4 separate regions of the Mus musculus genome follow, and all the other regions are linked to region 2. A link is a contact called in public Hi-C and HiChIP or PLAC-seq data. All regions are on one chromosome and are shown on one strand. Each heading gives the region's core, a stretch centred on a gene start, on an enhancer-like site or on the middle of the called end of the contact. The rest is flanking DNA. Distances are from core to core; before and after follow the strand shown. Region 1 has its middle 48 kb from the start of Il6st. Region 2 holds the start of Slc38a9 (solute carrier family 38, member 9). Region 3 holds the start of Il6st (interleukin 6 signal transducer). Region 4 overlaps Il31ra (interleukin 31 receptor A).

Region 1 (6,436 bases), core at 415-2,914, 150 kb before region 2:
ACCCTTTAAATAAATCTGAGAAAGAAGCTGCTGTCTTTTCTGTCTGCGGTCACCACCGTCTTGAGTGTCGTCATGTATGGCGTTTCAGCATTTATCAGTACTGGTGTTGGTTAGCATGGGTCTTAGTATAGATGATATTTTATGAGGGTTTTATGACTTGTTAAATGCTCTTTTAGCATAATGGACTAGGAGCTAGAATAAACTGGTACACAGTGTTGGCCTCAATAACAGAAGACATGACAGTAGCCGACAGTTTGCATACTTACTACATAAATTCTGGAATCCCAGCATCTTCATCCCAGTCCATGGTCCCTTGTGCTCAGGGACCAAATATAGAGGTACTGCGCCACCTTGTGGCTTGTCAGTGCCTGTGCTGCTGTATGTCCATGTTTGCCTCGCCATAAAGCTAAGTTGGCTAGTTAGGTAAGGAAAGGTCGTGGCTACTAAAGTCTAATCTAAACATGGTGGATCACACCTACAACCTAGTCAAGGAGTGAATCTCACCCCTTCAAATCTATAGTGAGCTTTATACAAAACCCTCTCTTTGGAATATTTGGTTAAGTCCCACACTACTACAAGCCCAGCTTGCCTTCTGATGTAGTCTCCCAGCTGATTGACTGCACTGTGTACATGGATAAAAGTCCTTCCTGTTCAAAAGGATTATCATCCTGCTTCCCTAGAGGGAAATGGTTCTCTTACTGAGGATTGTTCAGCCTCCTACTGCTTGCTTTTTCTTAAAGGAATATATAAAGATTCTCCCACAAACTGCATACGTGTTCTCCCATACAAAGGGCTCAGTGTGGGTGTTTGGGTAGGGTTGTCACCACAGGAGAGTGGAAGATGTTCTGAGTTCTCCATTTTATTGACTCTGAGAAGGACATTCCAGCATTTGAGAGATAAGTAGACCAAGGGAGATGAGGGACCATTTGGGAATGTTTCTTTGCTCTGGGTGAAGTCTGAAGGGGGCTGAGAGCAACAGAAAAATGGAACAGAGACATCAGGCAAAACTGACCAATCAGACCAAGACTCCTGAGAAAGAAAGGCAACCAGCCTAGGGGAGCGGGGGAAGGAGAAGGGGGGTCGGGGACAAGCGAGTTGTGAGACTGGATTCATCTAGACAGCTTTCACCACTGAACCTGTCTCTGGGTCCAGCAAACCCAGCCTCCTCCCTAGGGAAGCAACCAGGAAGGTTTTGATGTCAGGGCCCATGCCGAAGCCAACAAGGCCATCTATAAGAGCTGGGGGAAGTGGAGCTAGCAGCAGGGACCACAGAATACACCCTAGTCAGGGAATCTTCAGTCACTACTGATGGCCAGGAGCTGAGAACTAGTCCACTTCCTCTTTCAGGGAAATTAGAGTCACATAGACATCTCCCAATTACAGCCATACACCACACAAGCCTCCCTCTCCTAATTGTAGTCATACATATAACACACACACACACACACCTCTTCCAAGACTGCTGGCCTCCTCCAAGGTTCTGGGTCCCTCCAACCTGAACAATCCTATCTCTACTTGGATGCTGTCAGGGAAAGTGGCACCAACAGGGTGGGGGAGCAGGAAAATGTGTTCTCAGTAATAACTGGCCAGCCCACGCCTTCCTGTGTTCAGCCCTTTTTAGTCAGAGACCCACCCCGAAGCTAAAAACGGTGCAAAGCCATACTTAGAAAGAGCTGGGGCGTTGGAAGGTAAGCAGACCTGGTACAACCTTTCAGACACTCACCCTACTTGAGATGGGGGGAAAAAAGGTTGCTGTTGTTCACAGAGGACTTGCTGAACCCAGCTCAGCGCTGTCAGCACTGGCTTTCATCTCTCAGTCACGAGTGAGTGCGTGTGCGTGTGCGTGTGCGTGCGTGCGTGCGTGCGTGCGTGCGTGCGTGCGTGTGTGTGTGTGTGATTCTATTTCCCCACTTTACAGATTTAGATAAACAAGGCCTAGGAAATTATTAAGCCATAGGTGAATAGGCAGCCAGTCTGAGACTTATAAATGGGTTATCTCAACACTCTTGCTCCCAGCAACTATGGTCTGCCTTAAAAACTGCAGAACAGGCCATTCCAGAACGGAGGACAAAGTTTGGTAAACTTATCTGAAAAAGCCCTGCGTGAAGGCGCTCGGTTGAGTCTGGCAGCCCGCCAGGCGCTCTTGTTCACTACGGCAGAGTTGAAAAGCTGTGGCTGGAGCTTGCATACCCTGTGGGCATGGTCTCAGCAATGGCAGAGCAGTCTGTCCATTGCCTACCGTGGACAAGCTCCAAGGAGCAGTTTCAGAGTCCTCCAGGGATCGACCTGCTCAGGGGTCTTCCCGTCCCTCCATGCTTCCCCGCTCCCTTCCCAGTTCCACCTGGAGTAGCCCTTCAGTCACTGGACCTGTATTTGTCCCCTGGTTTGTTTCTGGGGAACTTAAGTGACCATCCCTGACCTCACTTCTATAAAACAGCAGCCTTCCAAATTGTGACAGAGGAGGTACAGTCCTATACTTGCGATGACAGTGACCAGCAGAGCAAATGAGGGACCTCCATGATGGTTACTTGATGGTACTTGGGCTCATGCAAAGTGACAAATTCACGGAACCTCAGTTCACCAAACTTCCAGGATTCGTGGAAGGCCTATCTAGGTGCCACACTTAACACCCAGTGGGCACTGGCTCCATTTGGATAACTGCCCAGGTCCTGTCAGCCTAGCACCTAACTTCCTGCTTCTACACCTGACACAGCTGAACCCCGACCCATGCCTTCCATCAAAACCACCTGCCTTCAAGAGACTAACACACACACACACACACACACACACACACACACACGTTTGCTTCATAGACTGTGTCTAAGTGATGCTGGCCACGGAAGTGATTTCTGACTGACCGAGTTGGGCGTGTCCATTTTAACACTTAGCTCCCATCAGTAGCAAGCCAAGAAAAAAATCATGAAATTGAAATAAAAGAATGTTTCATTGAATGTGTAATAAAACATAATGTCAACACCATTCTCTTGGAATTTACAGAGATGTTATTCATGTATGAAACATTTACAGGTGTAGTTAGAACTGGTGGCTTTCTTGTTCAAATTAACCAGTGTCCTAAGCCACGTTGGTGGTGCATGCCTGCAATCACAGCATGTTGGACACAAAGGTCAGAGGCTAGCGAGTTCATGGCATGTTCAACAGCATCAACTGCCCCCCCTCCACTCCCAAATGTTTCGTGATTCCTAAGAAGTCATAAATACTTTCAACTTTCCCTAGTTGAATACCAATACTTTCAAAAACAACATATTAAAAACCTCAAAAAATGTTATCTATCTCTCTTTCTTAATTAGAACTTGGGTGGTCCTTGTTATGACATTGGAAGATGCAATACATTTTTAAAATTTTTTTCCAACATACACTAAAGTGCGTCTGAAAATATTACAAGTCAGAATGATTTCTTACAAATAGTCCAAATAGTCATCATGTTTGATGAATTTTATTTACATTAAAAATCAGAGCTCAGAAGAAAACATATATATATATATATATATATATAGAGAGAGAGAGAGAGAGAGCAAATAATACAGAGTATTTGCTCAGAAATGAAGGCCTTTGGGTGGATCATGCCCACCCCCTCACCCCACCCCTGATGAAGAGATAAAAGGATGTCCCGTGGAGCTAGTCCAGAAGATGTCCTGACTCGTCAACTAGGAGGCTGTTGCCAAGCTTGTGTAGAAATCAACAGCCAGCAAGTCTGTCATTTTTCCTGGAACTCCTTTTTATTTCCTGGAGGACAAGACAGCCGGTGGATAAACATATCTCGGAAGAGGATGGACAAACCCCTTAATATATGCTGATACATAGAGAAATGTGCAGCTTCGTGTCTAAGTACATTGTTGGTTTTGAAGTGCCAGCTATATTACTGTGGGTGTGTTCCTTTGAGCTGTTTCCTCCAAAAGCAGTTTTGAAGCACAGAAACTGGAGATGTCCATGTGTCTGGCCATGGTTGTCTGGTTGGTTGGTTGGTTGGTTGGTTGGTTGGTCGATCAGATGGATGGATGGATGGATGGATGGATGGATGGATGGATGGATGGATGTGTGGGTGGATAGATGGATGTGTGGGTGGATGGATGGGTGGGTGGATGGATGGATGGATGGATGTGTGGGTGGATGGATGTGTGGGTGGATAGATGGATGTGTGGGTGGATGGATGGGGGATGTGTGGGTGGATGGATGTGTGGGTGGATGGATGGGTGGGTGGATGGATGGATGGATGGATGGATGGATGGATAGATGGATGGATGGATGGATGGGTGGGTGTGTGGATGGATGGATGGGATGTGATGATGATCATCAGTTTGTTGGCTTTTCTTGTTTCCAGACAGGGACCACTACATACCCTAGGTTGGCTTCAAACTCTCCTCATCTCCCTGCCTCCTACGTGCTTTGCTGGGATTACTAGTAAATACCACCACACGGAGCCCATTTCTGGTTTCAGCTCTCCTAGTGCTCTGAATATTTCATTAGCTGGGATGTGCACCTGTGTGTCCTGTGGGTCATCTGGAATTTTGAATTGAAATGAAAGTGCTTAGCCCTGTCCTTAAGGCCAGCATCCCTTCCTCCCTCATTCCTTTGGTCTTGTAGCCTGATTAGCAGCTGTGCATTCATGCACCCCAAATAAGGTTGAAGGCCTATCTCTGTAAAACAAAACTAAAGACATCCAGCTGGGCCTGTGACCTGGTGTGTGCTAGGGAGTCTCAGTGGCTTTACTCTAAGTGTAGGCTTTCTAGGTAGGATGCCAATAATAAGATAAACTCTAAGCCTCAAGCTGCATGCAGGCTCAACAGGCTGAGCAAAATGCAGCTTTGGGAGAGCAGAGAGACATAGCCCTGATGATGTGGGAGAGGGAGGAAGAGGAGGCCACCGCCACAGAAGGACATATTCCAGGAGCTAGGAAAGGGCAGGACGCTTCTCTCTCCAGAATAGCTTGAACTTTGGCCCAGAGAGACCCAGCTGAACTTCCAACCTGCACAACTCTAAAAGAGTTAATTTGTGTTGTTTAATTAAATTTATGAAAATGTACTACATTTGAAATAAAATAGCTCAGCAGATAAATGGCTTGCAGTGCAAGTCTGGCATTCTGAGTTAGACCCTTTGAGCCCCTGCGAAGATGAAAGACCAGAAAGACTCCACAAAGCTGCCTGCTGAAGTCCACACACGCTGTGACACTCACGCCCACCTACACATACTAGGCACATGCATACATAATAAAAGTAGGTTTTGTTCCCTCAAAGGATACTCTTGGACTTATTTGGAAGCACATTGCTTGAGTCAATAATTTAGAAGAAACTTCCTTCCTTCTCATGTTAATCCATGCATTTTTTACCAGTAAGTCAAAAAAGGATTGAGAGACTGCAGCAGGTGGGGCCAGAGCTCACAGGAAAGCACCCCTTCAGCAGCCATTTGGGGAGGAAGCAGTTCTGAACTCAGGAAGAGCAATGAGAAGGCTCTGTGAAGGCTCAGAAGGCTGGCCCTATCACAGAACCCGTGAGGGGGAACCTAAGGACTGGTGAGACAGGTTTTTCAAAAAAGGTTTTTCCAAAAAAAGGTGAGCATTAGGTATTGTGGAGGGGAAGGGAAGAGGAGGTTCCAATGACCCCAAGAGTCAAAGTCAAGTGAAAGGAAAAACAGGGAGAGAAAACATAAGAGAGGAGTTGAGGGGTGTACACATTAAGGGTTTGTACTGACACATTAAAAATGTGGGTGCTGGGCTCAGCAGGGAAGAGAGTGAATGTGGAGATTGGGGTGGCGGTGGGGCTAGGGACACAGATACTGCCAAAGCCCAGATGTGGAAGATGGAGAGCCTGGTCCATGAGCTGTCCATCAGGGGGGCTGAGATCACAAAGAATCAAGGACAGGTCAGCCAAGGGAAGACAGAAACAGAGAGCCAAAGAGTAATTCGGAACATTGGAGAGAGTTAAGGAGAGGGAAGGAGTTGGGGGTTGGGAATGTGTAGAAAGTGGAGTAGAAGGGAATGGAAGGCATGTGTGGAACTTGGTCCAACCATCAAGCAAAAGGTCTGTCCTTCTACCAGACTTCCTCTGCCCTGCCCAAGTCAGATGCTCACAAAATTGGCATTGCCATAGGACTTCTTGCTACAGCCATCCCGAGCCCTTCTTACAGCCTGGGTCTTCTCTCAGCATCCTTGTGCTGTGAACACGGACATGGTCTTTCTGCTTCATTGCCTATGTGATAGAATCGTTCCTCTGAGTCAGCTGCTTCTGAAAACAGCCCCAGGGTCCTAAGAGGCACCGAGGGGAAGGGAGGTCTACATTCCCACCAAAAGGAGACCTTCCAGAGTGGTTCTCAATCTGTGGGTCACGACCCCTTCCATGGATGACCCTTTCACAGGACTCACATAGCAGATAACCTGCATGTCAGATATTTGCACTATGACTCATTAGAAGTAGCAAGATTA
Region 2 (5,878 bases), core at 3,169-5,668:
CGGGGCTTGCACAGACCTCCAGGTGCCTTCCAAAGCCAACAGCCTCTGGTCGTGAACTGTAGAAAGAATCACCAGAGGGACCTGCCCTGGTTCCTGCTCCAGAACTGTGGCTCTGAGTGTCACAATGCTGAGCCCACAGCCGGTGCTGTGGCAGTAAGGCAAACTGAGACAACTTCCTCATGGTGCAGAGCATAACTGTGACAGATGTCAAGGTCTTGAGCTCCATCCGTGAACCCTGGTCCAGGATAGTTGTGCTGCTACAGGTTGGGAACCGGTGGTAGCAACGGTCCCTCAGAGACTAGTACTAAGGCTGGCCCTGAGCTGCAAGGCACAGTCCTTGCTTTCATGTTGTGCCATCCAGTAGGTGGAGTTTTGATTTCCATTCTAAAAGCTGCAGTTGTCAGAAAGATTCCTAACTGTAGTACTGGCCATCTATCACAGGTCCAGCAGCAGCATCTGCAGGTACAGGGCCACGGGATGCATAGGGTTCCACCCAGAACTGACATCACGGTGATAAGTTCTTACTGCTTCAAGTCTGTGGTCAGGATTTAATTCCTTCTCCATCCCCAAAGTGGAGGTATCATTCTCCATGAAGCTTGGAATTGTGGGAGGGGAAATCTGGGCCTTGGCATCTTTTCAGTGAGTCTTTTCCTGTTACAGTAAAATCAGAACACTATGATGTTTGTTTTTTTCCACCTTACTTCTTTAGCTCTTTTGAAGATAGTGTGGTACAGGAAACTCTGCCAGGGGTGTCCAACCTTATGACACTATGACCTGATGCTGTTATCTACAAATGTGTTGGGCCTCACATAAGCTATTATGGGATGCATGGTACCCTAGGGCCTTAGGCTAGGCTAGACACACCAGTTAGTGCATCAGTAGGGAGGTAGGTAACCGGCGTGTGATCTTACCTAGCTACCTCCTTAAAGAGGACAACATTTAAACACACTGGGCCAACTTTATACCACAAAGCAAAGACCTCCAAGAACCATGTGCTGGTTGATGTATCACAGTGGGAAATACAAAACGCTACATGTAGAGGTTTGATTTCAAACTCAACTTCAGCTTTAATCAAATTCTTAGACTTAACTCCCAGTTCATGGCAAATAGAAGAAACAGAAGATGTTATGTCTCAGCACAGATGCAGAGACAATAAAATACAAAATTCAGGAAATGTTACTGGGAAAAAATGTCTCAGGAGAGAAGAGACAAATCAAACACGTGTGGGTCCAGAGTCTTACCAGCTATAAAGTTTATAATACAAAGCAAGAAACTGGGCCAGGCATGGTGGCACATGTCCTTAATCTAGCACTCAGGAGGCAGAGGTAGGCAGATCTCTATGAGTTTGAGACCAGTCTTTGTCTACAAAGCATGTTCTAGGCCAGTTCAGAGTTACATAGTGAGAACCGATCTCAAAAACAAAAATTGAGATATTTATTTTGAGTGTGTGTGAAGGCATGCTTTTTTATGTGGGAGCATGTGTGTATGTTTATATGCATGGAAGCCTGGAACATCCTCGGTGTCCTTCCTTGGGAGCCATCCATCTCATTTTCTGAGGCAAGGTCTCTCACTGATCAGCTGGCTAGCCTGGCCAGCCAGTGAGCCCTGGGGCTTCACCTGTGTCTGTATCTCCAGCATTGGTATCACCAGCACATGCCATCATGAGTCTGGGCTTTTTCTTATGATGTGGTTTTGGGGGATTAAATCCAAGTCTCTGTGCTTTGTGGGGAAGCACTTTTCCAACTGAGCTATCTCCACAGCTTCAGGAAATATATTAACTGACTAGATACTAAACAATGTTAAGCGAATATTCATGTTTTAGGTATGCTGATATGGAGGTTATGACTTCTTAAAAACAGTCTCTGTATTTTAGATATACCAAGATGTGGTTATAGAGGACATGAGACTTGGTTCTTTATTATTTGTTTTTTTTTTTTTATGAGTAATGGAAACATAGAGGTTCCCCATACTTTCTACATCTGTATATAGCTAAACTTTCCACAAAAACAGATGAAAAAACTAGGCCCGGTGATTCAGGTTCTACTACTACTGCTACTACTACTGCTGCTGCTGCTGCTGCTACTACTAGCATTTAGGTGGCAAAAGGGTCATAAGTTCAAGGCCATCCTGGGTCACAGGGCAAGTTCTGGGTCAATGTGGGATACAGAGACTGTAATTAAAAATATAAAAATAAATAAAAATAAAAACCAAACAGTCATGAAAAACTGTACTCTCCTCCCTGGCTTTTCCTGGCTGTTCTCGTCTACTGCTCCGAGCAAATCATTCTGAATCTTCCCTTTAGAGGCCTCCTTCTCTGCTTGACCATTACATGTTCCTGGGTATTGTGTGTAGGGCATTTTCTTTATTGCTGATTGATGTAGGTGGGCCCAGCCCATTGTGGGTGGTACCATCCCTGGGCTGGTGGTACTGGGTTATGTAAGAAAACAGGCTACACAAGTCATGGGGAGCAGCCCAGTCAGCAGTACATGATGGCCTCTACACCAGCTCCTGCCTCCAGGTTCCTGCCCTGTTTGAGTTCCTGTTCTGACTTCCTTTGCTGATGAAAACTGATATAGCCAAATAAACCCTTTCCTCTCCGACTTGCTTTTTTTTTTTTCAGCAATGGAAACTCAAGCTAAGTGTGTCTTAGAATTTGTTCTCAATTGTTGATCTATCTGTATCTTGAGAAATTTTTAAATCTTATTCTATAGTACATGAATGTATTATTAAGGATTTCTTAGTGGGAAACCTGGCACAGTACTAGTCTGTTTATTTCTTGCTTGAACTGAGACCTTGTGCCTGTAGCTATGACTATGTGTTCAAATATTTGGACAAGCACTGCCCTGTGAGCCAAGAAACCATGAAACCAAGGTTTTGCCCATAAAACCAAGGTAAAACCTTGTAGGAAACCTTCAAGAACACTAGGCAGTTACAATTTCTTGAGAAGGTCTCTTCTCCCTCTGGTGCCAGTGACCTTCGTCAAGAATGTAGACTGCCATCTTTAAGGTCACCACTACCTGAAAGTGGGAGTTGGCCAGAGCTGCCTTATCAAATTCAGCAATTTTGTTACTGTGGTTTTAAGTATCTCTCCAGCAGTTGTAAGGTGCTTATTTATTTTGCTCTTTCCAATCTTGACTAAAACTGTTTTCTCAGACTGGAATTCAGGAAAAAAAGAAAAAAGAAAGGAAAAAGAAAATTTTCCTATTACAGAGACTTACAAAAATCATGTATCATTCATTTTCAAATGCAGATGCAGATGTACAGCCAGATGCAGTTGTAAGCCTTTTGGAACAAGAACACTGTCAACAAAATAACTTGTATCTCCCTAAAAGGCACCATTCACTACTACTTGCAATTTTAAGCCCTCAGTATCAGAGCGGATATTTAGAAGAGTTTGAGAGCAGAGTTTGGAAGACCTTGGTTTGAATTCCAGATATTTTGCCACTTGAAAGTCTGTCTAGCCTTGCCATGTCACAACTTTTCTAAGACTGTTTCATTATCGGTAAAAATAGGTAAAACATGAAGTTTCCAAAGACTTTACAAAATGATAAATGTAAAATTCTTGGAATTCATTACTATTTGATAAGTTTAGGTCTTGGGGTCTTGATCACATTACAGCACATTGCTTTTGAATGTTAGCTTTCTTTATAGAGCCCTGGTTTTAAGACATGCCATATCAGTCTTAGGGATCTTACCATGAGATGACTTCATTACCAACATACATTGACTTTAGGTGGGGTGGGGAGGGGAGGGACAGGGGGAGGGCCAGGGGGAGAGAGAGACCCAGACCTGGCACTGGTGACACTCGCCTTTAATATCAGCACTCAGGAGGCAGAGGCAGAAGCAGGCAGATCTTTTGAGTTTGAAGCTAGCCTGGTCTACAGAGTGAGTTCCAGGACAGACAGGGACACACAGAGAAACTGTCTCGAATAACAAAACAAAAAACAAACCAAAACAAACACAAAACAAACAAGAAGACCACAGGAGAAAAATCAATGCTCATTAACAACTCCCCCATTCCACCCCAATCCAGCTTCCCTCGGGATCCAAGGGCGTGACCTAAGAACATAACACGAGCCAGGAAAGCCTGAGAAAAACGTCACCAGGGACGTCAGGCACATCATCTTGTTCTCACGTGGCCTGTGATGCTGTAAAGCACCTAAAGAGATCTCTTCTTTTTCTCTCTTCCTAGGTAGTTCGGGAGGAGAAGACAACCCAGCCGGTCAGATGTTCGAGCACCTGCTCAGCGACCCCGCCTCCGGAGCTGGAGGGCGGGGTTCTTTGATAGGCTGGCCGGCTGCTGCAGAGCCCTCTGGGAGTTGTAGTTTCAGATGGCGGCGCTTTCACAGAAGCGGTGGACTGTGTTTTCCTAGGACTCCATCCCCCGCCATCCCCCGCGGCCTAAGCCGTTGCCTCTTCCTGTTTAGAGGACTATTCTCTCTAAGCCGCTGCCAACTGAGAGGTCTGTGAAAGGGTCTTCGCCTCCTGCTCTGGTTTTCCGACGTAGAGGGATTGGCCTGCTGAGGTAGACACGTTCTCGCTCCTGGCAAACTCACCCTGGGACAGTCCAAGAGGGAGCCCAGGCGAGGAAGGAAGGGCTGAGTTTGCAGCCATCGGGCTGTCAGCACGGAGGGGTCTTTGGGATGCCGGGAGAGCCAAGCCCCGGGCTAGGGACACTGCTCCAGAGTGGCGCAGGTCCCTCGAATGGGTCAAGTACGGGGAGTCCGCGGGAGCTGAGAAAGTCTGGGTCTGCTGGGAAAAGGCAGGAAGGGTTACAGCAGATGAACACCCGAAGCCGGGGTGAGAGGACTGTTGGGATTATTGCAGGGATAGAGAAAGATCTAGAGAGGAGAATTGGGAGCGGAAGCCCCTGCTGTGCCTACCACACTGGTGTTTGACTCTGACTCACTTGTGCTGGGACAGGTGCTGGAAGATGCAACCCAGGGCTGGGCAATGAAGTCGCTCTACCACCAAGCTACTTCCCCAGCCCATGAGTGACTGACTGCTCTAATTGTGGGTGGCAATGCTGTGTTGGCTGTCTTGAAATACTGGAGTTGTGAGGCAGCTAGTCAAACGTTTTCTCCTCGGTTTACAAATCAGGATGTCTTAAAAATTGAAGACATCTGCTTATCCATCAGTCAGTTATTAGCCAACTTGCCCAAAACCTAATTGTAAGGATCCCCTGGCAGTGCCTCATTTATTGTTGAGGTCACTCTCTGTTTTCCTATTCCATGCCTTCAAATATAACAAAGAAGTGGCATGTGGAGTACCAGACAAAAGTTTTTGTTTGTTCGCTATTTATTTGGGGTTTTGTTATTTGTTTTCAACAGAACTTTTCAGTAGATCAAAAGAAACTTGTAAATTAAAGAGAAACCTGTATGCCTTGTAAACAACTACAATCAGATAGACATGGGGCAAGCCTGTAAGCCCAGGACTTAGGTGAGCCAGGGGAACGGATGGTCTCCAGTTTAAATAGTGAGACTTAAAATCTGAAACCCAGGGCTAGAAAAATGGCTGGTCTCTAAAGTGCTGACCTTGCAAGCATGAAGACCCAGCGTGTATATGGGTCATTGCACCTTTGTAAAAAAAAAAAAAAAAAAAAACAGGTGTTATGGTGCACATAGTGATGTCCAACACTAGTGATATAGGAAAAAGGAAAAAAATTATAAGAGGTTAAAAATTTTTAGCAGGCCTGTGTTTTTATAATACATTTAAACTTTAGTGCTTTGCTAGTAGTTTTTGGTTTGTTTATTTGTTTGTTTGTTTTAATCTAAAACTCAACTTCAGAAAATCTAGTGTTGCTCATCTAGGAAAAGGAGAAGTTCTTTGTTGTCATAGTATTGCTTTGGTGCTTTCTAGACTACGTTGTGTCCATCAC
Region 3 (6,331 bases), core at 2,257-4,756, 200 kb before region 2:
GCACCTCCCTAATTCCTGGAATTCATGTCCCCCAAAATAGCCCAATGCTTGATGTAATAATGTCAGTTTCCAGACGCAGATCTTAAGAAAAGTTTGATTGAATGTGAAATAATATTCCTTATGAACATTGTGTGCGTGTGTGTGTGTGCGTGTGTGTGTGTGTGTGTGTGTGTGTGTGTGTGTGCGCGCGCGCGCGCGCGCACGCGTGTGTGAGAAGGACCTTCCTTTTTGGGTGACAGAAGGGTACAGAGGAAATGGCTACATATCAACAGTAGTTGAATCCTACATGGGAAAGAAAAGTCAAGGATGCTCACAAGTGGTACTCCTGACCCTTCCCAAGAATAATGACATAGATTCCAACACTAAGAATAAGCACTAGGTACCGTCCAAGGGAAGAGAACATTGTTAGGAACTAGGCTGATAAGGCAAATACGGCCAAAGATCAAGGGAACTGAAGACCCTGGTGAGAGTATTGCTAAAATGGCTGATTATAAGTTTCTCATTGCTTAGGAAGATGAGAACAGGTAGGAAACAACTGATCAGCTCTGAGAACAAAGTCTCAACGTCACCTTGACTGCAGATTCCGTGGGAGTGAGCACAAAGGCTTACAGCTGTAGGTGGCTAAAGGTACTGAGAAGGAAACACAGCCCCAGGTTTAGGAGAGATGGCATCGTTTCTTTAGCTGACTGGGCTGGAGGCGTGGCTTTACCTGTGGACCGCTTGCATATACAATGAAGCTGATGATCTTTGGAAAGGGATGAGAAATGGTGAGCTCAGAGCAGTCAATGAATCATCAACTAGGAGGCTGCACTCATTAGATGACATTAGGGCGGGTGACCAACTACAAGACTGACACAGAGTTTCAGAAACATTCCAGGGCACAGACAAGGAATTATGCAGCTATCCCGGTCAGGGCCAGATTTAGGTAGACCAAAGCAGGTAAAGTTTGTCTTCCACATTTGTCACCTTCATCCTAGAGCATGTGTCATTAGTTTTGCTCACCTGTCCTACTCACAGAAGGAAGGTGGGGCATATGACACTCCTCTACCCAGTCTTCTCCCTATACGCTCTTCCACCAACTGGTACTTATTATCAACCATATTTAGAACCAACAAGATGTTACAACGGGAAACAAAACAAAACAAAACAAAAACCCATACATTGCAATGTTCAATGGGGATTTCTAGTGATTAACTCTTAACTAGAAAGGGGTTATTTCCGGACCAATATTCTATAGAGGGGTCTGGAAAATCAAGCAACTTCCACAGAGTGGGTGCGTCCTTCTTAGTGTCTTGCAGTTCTGAAAATTCTTCATCAAGCATTGATTTATCTTTTCTGTTTAGGATTGTTTGTCAAAGTTGTTGGTTTTCTTTTTCTTTTCATGTTTGTGTGTGCCTTTGTGAGTTTATGTGCACCATGTATGTGCAGGGGTCCCTGGAGATCAGAAGAGGATTGTTGGATTCCCTGGAACTGAACTTACATTGGCTGTGAGCCACCTGAGATGGGTGGTGGGAATTGAACCTGGGTCCTCCGCAAGAGCATCAGGCGTTTTAACTGCTGAGCCATCTCTCCAGTCCCTTTGCTCAGGATTTTAATCACTCTCACAAAGTGTGAGTTGCTGTGTGGCAAGGCTTGAGCTGAGCCAATACAGACAAAGTGATAAGTCATGTATGCGAGAGAGGCAGTATAGGCCTTCGGATTCCCCACCCATGGTCCAAGGCAGGTGAATCCATTATAAAACATTCACCTCCTTCTATCCACAACCACCTCAGATAAACAAACTTTTAAATAAATGCTGTAATGCAGAAAGGTCTACTGAGGTGCGATGGCAGAGGAGTCATTCGAGGACACCTGATATTTACTGAACAGTGCGTCAAACCCTCTCGCTGTTTTAAATAAGTTCATTCTTGCAACTTAGCAGGTCAGAACCGTCCTCCTCATTTTGCAGATGAAGAAACTCAAGACTTTTCCAAGGTCACAGCAATGGGAAGTAACAACCGTAGGATTTGCATTTAAATAGTCGTTCAGCAGACCTACTAAGCACCTTTGTAAGGTCTTCAATTGAACAAAGGCCCTTACAAGTCTTTTCCCTCCATTCGATCTTGTCACACCCTGAGCAAGAGACAAACACATCTTTAGCTTCAGCACATCAACCACTAGTGTGTTTGAGACTCTTTTAGCCAGGCCCTTGGCAGTGTTTTTTCAAACTAGCTGACCAACAGCTAAGGGGTCATAATTCAGAGCTGGGGGTATAGAGATGCAACAGAGGCAAGAAAAGGGGGAGGGAGGGGCAGAGAGCAAGACTGCAGTTTGATCCATTTGATCTCATCTGAATTGTCAATATAACAAAGAACTTTACAATGACTAATTAATGGGTATTTGTTTGCTCTGCAAATCATTATGTTAGCCTTTCTTCCAAAAGTCTCTAGCCTTCTCTCTTTTTTTTTTTTTTTGAGTCATTTCTTCACTTTTAAAAGTTTTTTATTGGGAATTGTATACAGTATATTTTTACCAGATTTTTTTTTTTTTTTTGCTGTTCCCTCAACTTCTCCCACACACCCCTCCATCCGTCCAGCTTCCTGTCATTTGTCTCCTTTAGAGCAAAACAAAAGGTAGATGTTGGGAATGAGAAAATCAATTTCCATCAGTGGAGTTACACTGATTATATATTATATCAATTGCACTCCAAGGGCGGGCTCCGTGCTCAGTAAAAGATAACCAATGCAAATTGGAGTGTTTCTTTACAGTTACACATCCCTTATCTTTTAAGTTTCTCAACTTGCTTGTATACACACTACACACATACACACATCACACACGTGCACTCACGCACATTGCAGCCTTAAGGTCGTTTTCCAATCAAGGGAAGGGTGGTGGATTACAATGAAATAGGTTTTTCCTTGGTATTTCTAATCACACATCAGGCGACTCAAACCGCAAAAAGATAACAGTTTCTTGGCAGGTCACCAGTTCACGGATCAATCAATGACACCCAAACTCATTTACTAACAACAACAAAAATTGCACAGTAGCAAGGTTCGTTTACTTAAGCCTGGGTCCGAAGCGGTCACTATGGGCGAGTACAGTCAGGGCCACTAAGTCCTGCCCTGTCCCCAGGGAGTTCCCTTGCCTCCAGAGTCCCAAGGGCCTCCTAGCAGTCGCCGGAGGCTCGCAGGCCCTCTGGGGAAGACAGCCCAGGGAGACAGCCGAGGTCCGGGGAGAGGGGTCGCGGGAGGCACCTGGGTTGCTGTCCGCGACCCATTACCCTAGAGAAAATGGAACTTTCCGTTCCGGCCACCCACCCAAGTGCGGCGGGGAAGCCTTCGATCTAGTCTAGGAAAGGCGACCAGGCTCAGCCTCCGGAATCCCGGACGCCGGGAGCCGCGTTACGGGAATCGCAGAGGCCTGCAGTCCCGCCCCTTCGTCTCCGGCGACCCGGAGCCAATGGCCGCGCGCTCCGAGACTGACCAGAGCCAATGAGCTCGCGGTCTCTGGCTCCGGGGGGCGGGGCCGTGGGGGGCGGAGCTAGGAGAGCCCGGGTCAGCGGCGGACGGAGGGTGGCGTGTGCGGTCGGGAGGCCAGAGCTTCGAGCCATCCGGGCTGCGGCTCCGCTGAGGGACCGGTGGTGTGGGCCGGGATCCGCGGGGCTGAGGGACGCTCAGGAGCGGCGAGGCTCGCGTCCGGAAGGTGAGAAGAACAGGGCCCCGGCGCGGGAGGGTGCGGGTTGCCTGGAGCGGCCGCCACCTGGCACCCGAGGCCCAGCGGGGCCGGGCTGGACCGGCGCCGAGCGCACGCCCGGAGCTGGTCGGGCTGGCCTGGGAATCCCCGCATTCCTTCCCTCCCCGCTCCGGGCTCCGACTTCCCTGATGTTGTCACCCGCCTTCTCCAGCCGCGTTCCTGACGCACAGTTCCGAAGCCCCCGCCCCAAAGTCCTCTCGGGATCGCGCGTCCTGGGTGACCGCGTCCTGCGTTCTTCCAGTTCCCGTGCCGTGCTCCCTGATCCTACTCTGGACATGGCCCTAGAAAGTGTGGTCTTCTGTGTCCCGTGAAATGCTACCGTTCCCTGCTCTTGATGTTTCTTAATCCAGAGCGAACTTTTCACCCAGACATCTTAACATTTAGGCGTTAATGAAAGTCCAGTGTTTATAAATATTAACTTTCCCTTCGGTCCGTACCCTTCCTAATAAATCCCGCGTGCCTTTACATCCCGAGAGCAAGCCCATCATCGGTCTTTAGATTTTCACCTCCTCCCCTAAGCGTAAACGTGTCCCCTTCTCCAGCTGGCAGGGGGCTCTCTTTTGGATGAACAACCAAAATTCAGAAACTCAAAGCAAACATAATATAAAGGGCTTGGTCCACTTCTGTTCTTGTCATTTTTCCATTAAGAAGAAACTCGTTTTGGCTTAATTTGTATAGTTATTGGACATTACAGCAGCTGTACTGCTTAAAAGTAGTCAGTGAGTGCTGGAATGTCAGCGCGAATCTTCTGAAAAATCTTTGGTCTGGTCAGTGTTGTAAACAAACTCTTTTAGACCGTGTGTGACTGACTGACTGCCAGCTTCCAGTTGGAACGACTCTTAATTTGAAATTACTGACACATTATCAGGGGATGATCGTCATCGTCTTAATTTTCCAAGTTTGTGTTTATATTTATCATTGGGAATTATTTTTGAGCTCTGATCTGGAATGCTACATTTGTAGGACTAATCTGCTAGTCGGTTAAATTCTGTTTTCCACAGGTTTCTGGGGGTGGGGTGTGTGTGTGTTCATTTGCTTCTACTCACAAGAGAAAGAGAGAGAAAAAATTACAGTGGGGGAAAGGTCAGCTAAGGATAAACTTTATAGTAGAAATTTGTATTGTTGGCATTAGTGATTTAGAATATTACAAATACTGTTACCCGCTCATTTAAAGCAACATTCTTATGTAACTGGGCATTTTGTTCTGTTTTATTTATGACTTTGTGTTTTCATTTTGAAATAGTTTTTCCTAAGAGAATGTGGCATTTCAGTTCAGTGCTAGAATGAATACTGATTATTATATACCTATGAAGTGGGTGTTACAATATCTACCTTCTAGAAAAGGGAACAGGCTCAAAAAACATGGCTCCAAAGCCTGTGCCTACAAACTGTTGTGTTGATGGATCTCTTATCGCATTCCTACAGTTTGGTCTGGGGAGTTGAGTGTTGTCCACAACCCTGCAGTGGGAGCAGGAAGGGGTTTTCCCTGGAAGTGATCTCAGGTGTCATTTTGCCACACATTTGCTTCACCTGGCCCTGGTACATTTGCAACTTGTCTGCTAAGGAAGCAGGAAGTTCTTAAAGCTTTCTCCTCATCTTTGATTGCAAACGTGGATTGATCACAGGTGAGGTTTCTGGTGAGATGATTTTAGTAAGCATTCAGCCTGCTCTGGAATTTATAAAAGATGCCTGAGATAGCACCTAGGTTTTTCAGTTTACAAAATCGGGTAAACAAACTGTGTGAAAAACTACTCGGATACGGGAGTAGTTTCAATGAAATAATGAGTGATACAGAAAGTACTGTGGGTGTTTAGGGATTGGAATTGAAATATTCAGTGGGGTTCCCAGAGGTCAGCCTGGGAACCTGGTTAAGGTTTGGGTAAAGAGGAAACTAGAGAGATCGAAATCCGGATGTAGAACTGCGGCTAGAACGGGACCATGGGACAAAGTAAAGGACTACCATGTGCCGTTACCACAATATATTCAGTTTACTATCTACTGCTTAGGCAACTTGGTATGTCAGTCACAGAACATTTGGCTTATGTTCATGTGCCCTTCAAAGCCTTATTAAATAGTAGGTCTTACTCGCCCCTTTTATACAAAGGCGAACACGTTATTATCAGATTCTATATTTATACATAGATTTCCTGAGCTCTGTCTGAGCCCTTAACTGTAATACGTTCTTTTTCATACCGAATATATGAATGGCAGAGTAAAGTGACTATATTAGGTGTTTTAAAGCTCATGTTTACGCTGGGAATGTAGCCAGTAGTCGAGTGCATGCCTAGCATGTGCCAGGCCCTGGGTGCACCTTCAGGCTGCATACACGCACATTCTCTGTCAGTAGCACTTACATACGGACATACATGTGCAAACTAAACGTTCTTTTAGTTGTTCCCTAAGTGCCTCAAGAGTCTCAGCATGTGAAGTTGTGTAACTCCAGTGCTACACGGTGAATCCTCTTAGGGAACTCTGAAAGGGCCCTGGGAACACAGATGTCTGTGAATGTGGGGGAAATCCCACAGAAGAGATGTCCGTTTGGGTTATAAACAGTGGAACAAGGCAGAGTCAGCAGGGCACTGGCACCGTAGAA
Region 4 (6,265 bases), core at 2,204-4,703, 130 kb before region 2:
AGCAGTTGATGCACTAACTACCCACACTTCTGCATAGTGTTCCCAAAGTATGTTCCCAACTTCAGCACCAGCATCACCCACTAATCAAAAGACACATTCCTAGTCTTTATCCCAGAACTCTGAGTCAGAAACTCTTGGGGCAGGATCCAGTTCTGACATGTGTCTAGATTGAAGATGATTACTTAAGAATATGATGTACAAAAATTTATGCTGTGACTTGGCTGCAGTATATTGATCATGATTGAGGTTGACATTAGCTTAGTCACAAATGAGGCCCAGCTGCTGGGCAGAGAAAGCTCACAAGGGCCAGAGTAGAGCACCCTACCAAGGAGGGACACTGAGGCAGCCTAAGGCTCACTGCAGGGAGAAATATAAGATATTGAAGACGAATGTCTTTCCCCACACTGGCAAGAGCAGTCAGGACAAATGTACCTGCAGCCAGCACCCCCCCCCCACACACACACACACTCTCTATATCACAAAGAACAGACCTGTGCTCTCATCCAGTTGGCTAACACCCAGGGCTCAGTCTCCTTTCTGCTCCAGCCTCAAGTGACAGACATTGGCAGGCAGAGCCTATGGGATAGGTAGTGCTCCCTTGGCCTCAGAAGAATCTAGATTTGGGGTACAGACCTGCACAAATATGTCTTCTTGTTTGTGGGAATCCTCATGAGTCTGAGGGTATGGCCTTTAATCCTTCTCACACATATGGATCAAATGAATGAATGAGCCAGCCCTCCCCTGGGGCAGAGTTCTCTCTCATACCATGTGCCAGGATGGCACCTGCTGCTTTCTGTGGCCGATTGTTAAGACATTCAGTGTTAATCATGAACTCACTTTGGCTTTCTGAGGCCAAAAGTCACTGTTTTGATGCTAAGTAGAAGAAGGCCTCCTCCAACTAGAGATGTTAGAAGGACAATTTCAAACACACCTTTGTGACAAAGAGAACAAAAGACCAGTTGTCAGTAAAGTTCTTTTGACAAGAATCAAATATTAACTTTTTCTTTTTAGTTTTTCTTTTTCTTTAGCAACATTTCTCTTTAATTTCCTATTTAAATTTAATTTATTTCTATTGAAACCACTGGGGTTTTGGCTCCCTATCTAGCTGTCTTTTCCCTATATAACATGATAGATATTGATATATTTTCTTTTGTGTTATTATATTTTACAGAATAATGGGTTTCATTGACATCTCCAAGTATTACATATTATGTACTGATAGCTGTTGTGTTTGTCAGGGTTAGCTTCCAACTTCATCCATTTAGTCAGTAATTACTAGCATAACTATTAGCCTCCCCCCCCCATTATTCTGAGAAATAAAACAAACAAATAAGAAAAAAAATCAGATCCTCACTCACATGCTTCGTATATCCTGGGGTAGAAAAACTCACACGATAAACTTTGACAGGTAAGCTTTGACTTGTCAATTTGCCTGGACTAAGAGATACCTACAGAATGGCAAATACATGCATGCTATTGTGTCTGTGAGGGTGAGTCCAAAGAACTGACATGGGAGAACACTTAGGGGAGGGTCCACCCTAAACACAGGCAATACCATCTGATAGGCTGGCAATACCACTACCAGATGGGCTAAAAGTCGAAAAAGAGGAAGACGGTCAGTGCACCCAAGTTCTCTTCTCCCTGAGCACGAACACTGATTGCTGTGGTCATTATCCACAGATTTCCAACTTCAGCTTAGCCAGCCTTTGGACACAACTCTGAAGAGAGCTTCCAGGCATCCATCTTTAGACGGGGACTGCGGCCTTAACTCCTACTCTTGTTCTAAAGATTCAGACTTCTCAGACCGAGTGGCTACCGGGGTCCCTGCATGGTGAATGCCACTGCTGAAGAACCTAGCTTCCAATCACTTAAACCACATCACTTCTGTTCTCCTAGAGGACCCTAAGTAATAGAATAATGTTAAAAATACTTCAGATAAAATAGATGATCAAATAGAGTACTTAGGGCAAAGTGAAGGGAGGCTAGCCTCTTAATCTTCTATTTATTTATTTATTTATTTATTTATTTATGTATCACTTATTTAATTTTCCAGATAGGGTCTCATTGTGTGTAGGCTGATCTAGCCTTATATTTTAGACCTTCCTGTTTCAGCCTCCTGGGTGCGGAGACCGGCGTGCATCACCTTGCCTGGCTAGATCTAATCTAGAGTCTGCCCTGGATTTTGCAGAAAAGCAAAGGGAGATGCAAAGCTTTGAAGAGGGAGAGAAACCGAGTCAGAAAGTGATGGGAAATGAGGTAAGGGGAGGGTAGCTTGTATTTTGTTTAAAATATGAAGCTGTAACTGGTGAGTTCAGAAAATCTAGAACTTTAAACTGTGGCTGCTGTGCCTGAGTCGGTTCTAGAGGTCTGGGAGATGGTCATAAGACCACTGGCTGCTCTTGCAGAAGTCTAGCTCTCTCCACCCACACAGCTGCTCACGACTGCCTGCAACTCAACTCCAGTTGCAAGCGATGCGAGACTTTGTTCTAACCAGTGCAGGCATGTGGTGTACATAAGCTTACTCAGACACACACATATACACATTAATAATAATAATAATAATAATAATAATAAATAGTCGTTCATAAAAAGGAGAATGGGTTGTGGAGGACCCAGGAGGGAAGTAGAGTAGTCTGTCCTCAAATCTACGGAACAAGGAGAGAACTTTTAAGGGTCCAGCACGGGATTGTGCCTTCAATTTGATCCTGAGAGAAATTTTCATGAGCTGACACAACTTGTACCCAGTCTTCTGAAGCTGTAACATGATTTTTATTTTTTTTAAAAAAAAGTTATTTTAGAAGTTGTATCAAAAAGAATACCAAGAAGGCATTGTTAGGCTGCAGGACAGAACGTGTTATCTTGCTCATGGTTCTCAGAGCCACGGTCTACTTTAGTCTTCAGGAACATAAATAACAAGGGGCTTCTGAGATACATCAAGATGACTTTTTTGGTTTATAGTAGTTATTGCAAAACTTGTCAATGCTGCTTGAATTTTGATTGATTGACTGATTGATTGATTGATTGATTGATTGAGACAGGGTTTCTCCATGTAGCCCTGGCTGTCCTGGAACTCACTTTGTAGACCAGACTGGCTTTCCTCTTCTTTTCCCTCTGTCTATTACATGCCCTCAGCTTTCCTACTCAATTATTAAACTATTATATTTCACATTATATGTGATATCTAACAAATTTGTCTTGCTTTTCATGTTTTCAACGTAAAAGCTGATAAGTTGAATACACATAACAAACAAACAAAACGAAACAAAAGCCCCACCGCAGATGGTAACATTAAGTCCCTTGTCAGTGACCTCTGATCAACCAGTTGTTCCTTCCCAGGTTCTATTGCACAACTCCTGACATTTAGGAACTGGGCAGTGTGAGCTCAGGCAACAGCCTTTGACGTGGCTGAGGCTGAAGTGGATGTTGCTTGCTTCATCTTAAGATTATTTGTGGCTGCTTACCAGCAAGGATCAAAATGGCCTGTTGGTCTAACTCAGCCCTCCCTTTGCCAGCTCCTCAGTAACTCCTGGGAGGTGAGTGAGCCAGAGAGAGCAGGAGAAGCCATGCTCTGCTGCCCTCTGCTGGCTCTCCTTGCTCCTGTCAAATATTTCCAACCCGAAGTAAACTCCAGAATGAGGCCTGAAGCCAGTACTCACTGATTGACAATGTCTTGAAGTTTATTCTCACCCCGTTGGTACCTCCAGCTCTGGTGCTGGCCATGACCCAAACAGTATAAGAGGTCCTTCGTGTCAGAGACTCCAGGTCACACTGCAGGGCATGAGAGTTAACAGTCTTGGCTGAAAGGAAAAATAGAAACCGATCTAGTATAGCAAGCCAAACTGAAAATGTGTGTTCGCATTGACCCAGGGTGCCCTGACCTGCAATTCTAACTTCTCAACTTCCACTTAAAACAAGTCTACCAAGATGCATCAATGACCTAAACATAAGAGCTAAAAGTATAAAACCCTTCAAAAGCCCAAATAACTAATCCACAACTTTGAATTTATGGAGGGTTCTTATAAAATATGATACTCAAAGCACAAGCAACTACCCCAAACAATATTAAACTGAACTTCATTAAAGACAATCTAATGTTAAAATGGGTGATGAAGTTCTTTCTCTGAAGAAGATATGCAAGTGGCCAATAACTACAACAGACGAGTGCTTGATATCATTAGTGACTAGGGGAAAAAGTTTTCTAAATGAGATACCCCTGGGAAAACTCAGGCTGTAAGGTTAACCTATTTTATTTTGCAGTGAACGTAAAACCTCGTGCATGCTAGAAACATGCTCGGGCTCTGAGCTGCCTCCCCAGCCTTGTTACTTCTGTGAAATAATCTGAATAATAATCTATAGGCAGAGTCCGGTAGTTACCAGAGGCCATGGGAGGAGGGGCCCGGGAACAATTGATTAAAAGAACACAGAGCTTCCACATGGAGGGGGAGAAAAGAGCGGTGGTGGTTACACAATTTGGTAAATGTTCTTAAGATCACTGAACTATACACCTTCAAATATTTAGTACCAAGTTTTACATTACGTGTACTATAATGTAATAAAAATCAAATTTAGCCTAAACGGAAATCCAAGCCTAGCCCAGAGCTTAGGATGTCAGAAGATACTGTGGACTCAAAAAGAAAGCTCTGGGCAATGGGAGGTAGAACTTACACTTAAAGAGCTCTGCACTAAGACAAGTACCATCAAACAAGGGCTGTCCCTGCATACAAATCTACTCTTTAAGATGGGCAAATCCCACCCAAAACAATGGTCAGAAAAGTCTGAGGGGACCCACCCATTCTGTGACTGAGCAGGAGAGGTCCTATCAACTCCTCCCAGTCCTCCTCAGGACTTCTTTACACGTTTGTAACTCCTGAGGTAGTGCCCTCGATTCTATTTTCAGAGAAGCACAGAGAAGCTAAGTGTTTGGATGACTATGCCGGTCACAGCCCTGGAGCCACCTCTGTGTCAGGTCTATTCACATCATCTCGGGGATGGGGGGAGCGGAGGGGTGGACTGAGCTTGCTCAGCCTGGCCATGTGCCCACTTACAGAGTTCTTTTCCACCTTCAGCTTGGTAAAATACAGTGTAATTGTTGATAAATCCATTCCTAGCACTCTTAGGAATCTCCTTCCATGTGATCGTGGCTGTCCTCAGACCGATGTTCTCCACCCTGGTCTCAGGACCTTTTAATGGAGCTTCAGAGGTCAGGGAGATTAAAAAAAAAAAATTACCAAGGCTGAATCACATCCCGGAAGATCAACCGCTGCCCTAGAGCTGCTACCATTGTTTCAGGCAAAACCCACAATGCTGGGGTTGGGATAAGGAAGTTGAACCGGGGGACTGAGGAGTGAACTTGTTTGTAGAGATTGGGTTCCCCCCCCCCCCAAAGTCAGGCATCTTATATAAGATGACAAGGAATTTCAAATCCCCAAGAAAATGTACTTTCCTGTAGGTCCCCAATTCCAATTAGCACCCAGTTTTCATTCCTGTCTATAAAGTATAGCTTCCCTGGCCTACCTTTATACAGTAGGAGACGCTTTCCAGTGTTGAATCTAGAAGATGCTCATTTCCCAAAAGATAAAGTCTGAGTGGTGTACCTTGCCTATTGCCTCGCAAAAGACACCTGAGAGGAGGCGAGATAGCCCAGCAGGGAAGGCACTTGCCGTGAAAGCATAAGGTCAAGTAAAAAGCTGGCCATGGTGGCCTCTGTGACAATATCAGAGCTGAAGGGGTGGAGACAGGCAGATCTCTGGGAATTGCTGGCCAGCCAATGGGCAGCTCCACCAATGGGCAAGCCCCCAGGTCCCAGGGAGAAATCTCAAAACATAAACAAGGTGAATGGCTTCTGAGAAATGATAAGGTTGGCTTCTAGCCTTCATACATGTGCATCAAAACGCCCATGACCACCGTGCACACCCACGTGTGCACTCCTAGAGAATCATTTCTAATGTGTGTATGATGAGCTTGCTAGGCTCCCTGAATTGATCTTAATTAATGTTAACGCTGGTGACAGTCTCAGCTGCTGTTTTGTTATTAGGCAAGGAGTCTCACCTCTGTGAGAGCTTCAATTCCCCCACTGTAAAGTAGGAAGTGGCTGGACTCCTTGGACTCTTTATATCTACCCACCTTTGAAATGTAGTGACGCTATACTCTGGCCTCAAGTGTGTCAAACACACACAGTTGAAGATGAACATGAAGATGGTGCATGTTTTAGAAATGAGCCTTGAGACAGCCCTGCATCTGAACTTGTAATAGCCTATTTCCCTTC

Evidence for each region. Hi-C and Micro-C count contacts between places; a contact is called where the count stands out from the background. HiChIP or PLAC-seq counts read pairs in DNA pulled down with a chosen protein or histone mark.
Region 1: an H3K4me3 HiChIP or PLAC-seq map of bone marrow-derived macrophages shows a contact between it and region 2, with 3 times the contacts expected there. The contact joins the enhancer-like site here to the promoter of Slc38a9 in region 2.
Region 3: a Hi-C map of the N1E-115 cell line shows a contact between it and region 2, with 2.7 times the contacts expected there. The contact joins the promoter of Il6st here to the promoter of Slc38a9 in region 2. A contact is called at or near these places in 7 of 39 promoter capture datasets (3T3-L1-derived adipocytes, embryonic stem cells, hippocampal neurons and 3 more), 2 of 484 Hi-C or Micro-C datasets (the N1E-115 cell line and embryonic stem cells), 3 of 115 datasets of contacts at active chromatin or transcription factors (bone marrow-derived macrophages, memory CD8 T cells and microglia) and 3 of 9 other capture datasets (adipose tissue, liver and pancreatic islet).
Region 4: an H3K4me3 HiChIP or PLAC-seq map of bone marrow-derived macrophages shows a contact between it and region 2, with 3 times the contacts expected there. The contact joins the enhancer-like site here to the promoter of Slc38a9 in region 2. A contact is called at or near these places in 5 of 39 promoter capture datasets (the 3T3-L1 cell line, 3T3-L1-derived adipocytes, the HPC-7 cell line and 1 more), 1 of 15 datasets of contacts at CTCF or cohesin (the G1E-ER4 cell line), 12 of 484 Hi-C or Micro-C datasets (the BV-2 cell line, the G1E-ER4 cell line, the HL-1 cell line and 8 more), 3 of 115 datasets of contacts at active chromatin or transcription factors (the SCID.adh cell line, bone marrow-derived macrophages and embryonic stem cells) and 2 of 9 other capture datasets (embryonic stem cells and pancreatic islet).

The regions. Positions count from the first base shown.
Region 1 is chr13:112,509,322-112,515,757 of GRCm38.p6, forward strand. No RefSeq gene overlaps it. Among named protein-coding and RNA genes, the nearest start is that of Il6st, 48 kb to the left of the region's middle. Within about 2 kb of position 1,665, at least 43 of the 459 cell types and tissues checked have an H3K27ac peak or open chromatin away from gene starts, as enhancers often do. A contact at or near this core is called in bone marrow-derived macrophages, where this site is marked.
Region 2 is chr13:112,656,348-112,662,225 of GRCm38.p6, forward strand. Slc38a9 (solute carrier family 38, member 9) reads left to right here and starts at 4,419. Exons shown (of 15, transcript NM_178746.4): 1 at 4,419-4,525.
Region 3 is chr13:112,460,564-112,466,894 of GRCm38.p6, forward strand. Il6st (interleukin 6 signal transducer) reads left to right here and starts at 3,507. Exons shown (of 17, transcript NM_010560.3): 1 at 3,507-3,687.
Region 4 is chr13:112,526,623-112,532,887 of GRCm38.p6, forward strand. Il31ra (interleukin 31 receptor A) reads right to left here. Exons shown (of 17, transcript NM_139299.2): 13 at 5,046-5,192; 14 at 3,657-3,797; 15 at 838-931. Among named protein-coding and RNA genes, the nearest start is that of Il31ra, 51 kb to the right of the region's middle. Within about 2 kb of position 3,454, at least 33 of the 459 cell types and tissues checked have an H3K27ac peak or open chromatin away from gene starts, as enhancers often do. A contact at or near this core is called in 3T3-L1-derived adipocytes, bone marrow-derived dendritic cells, bone marrow-derived macrophages and 2 more, where this site is marked.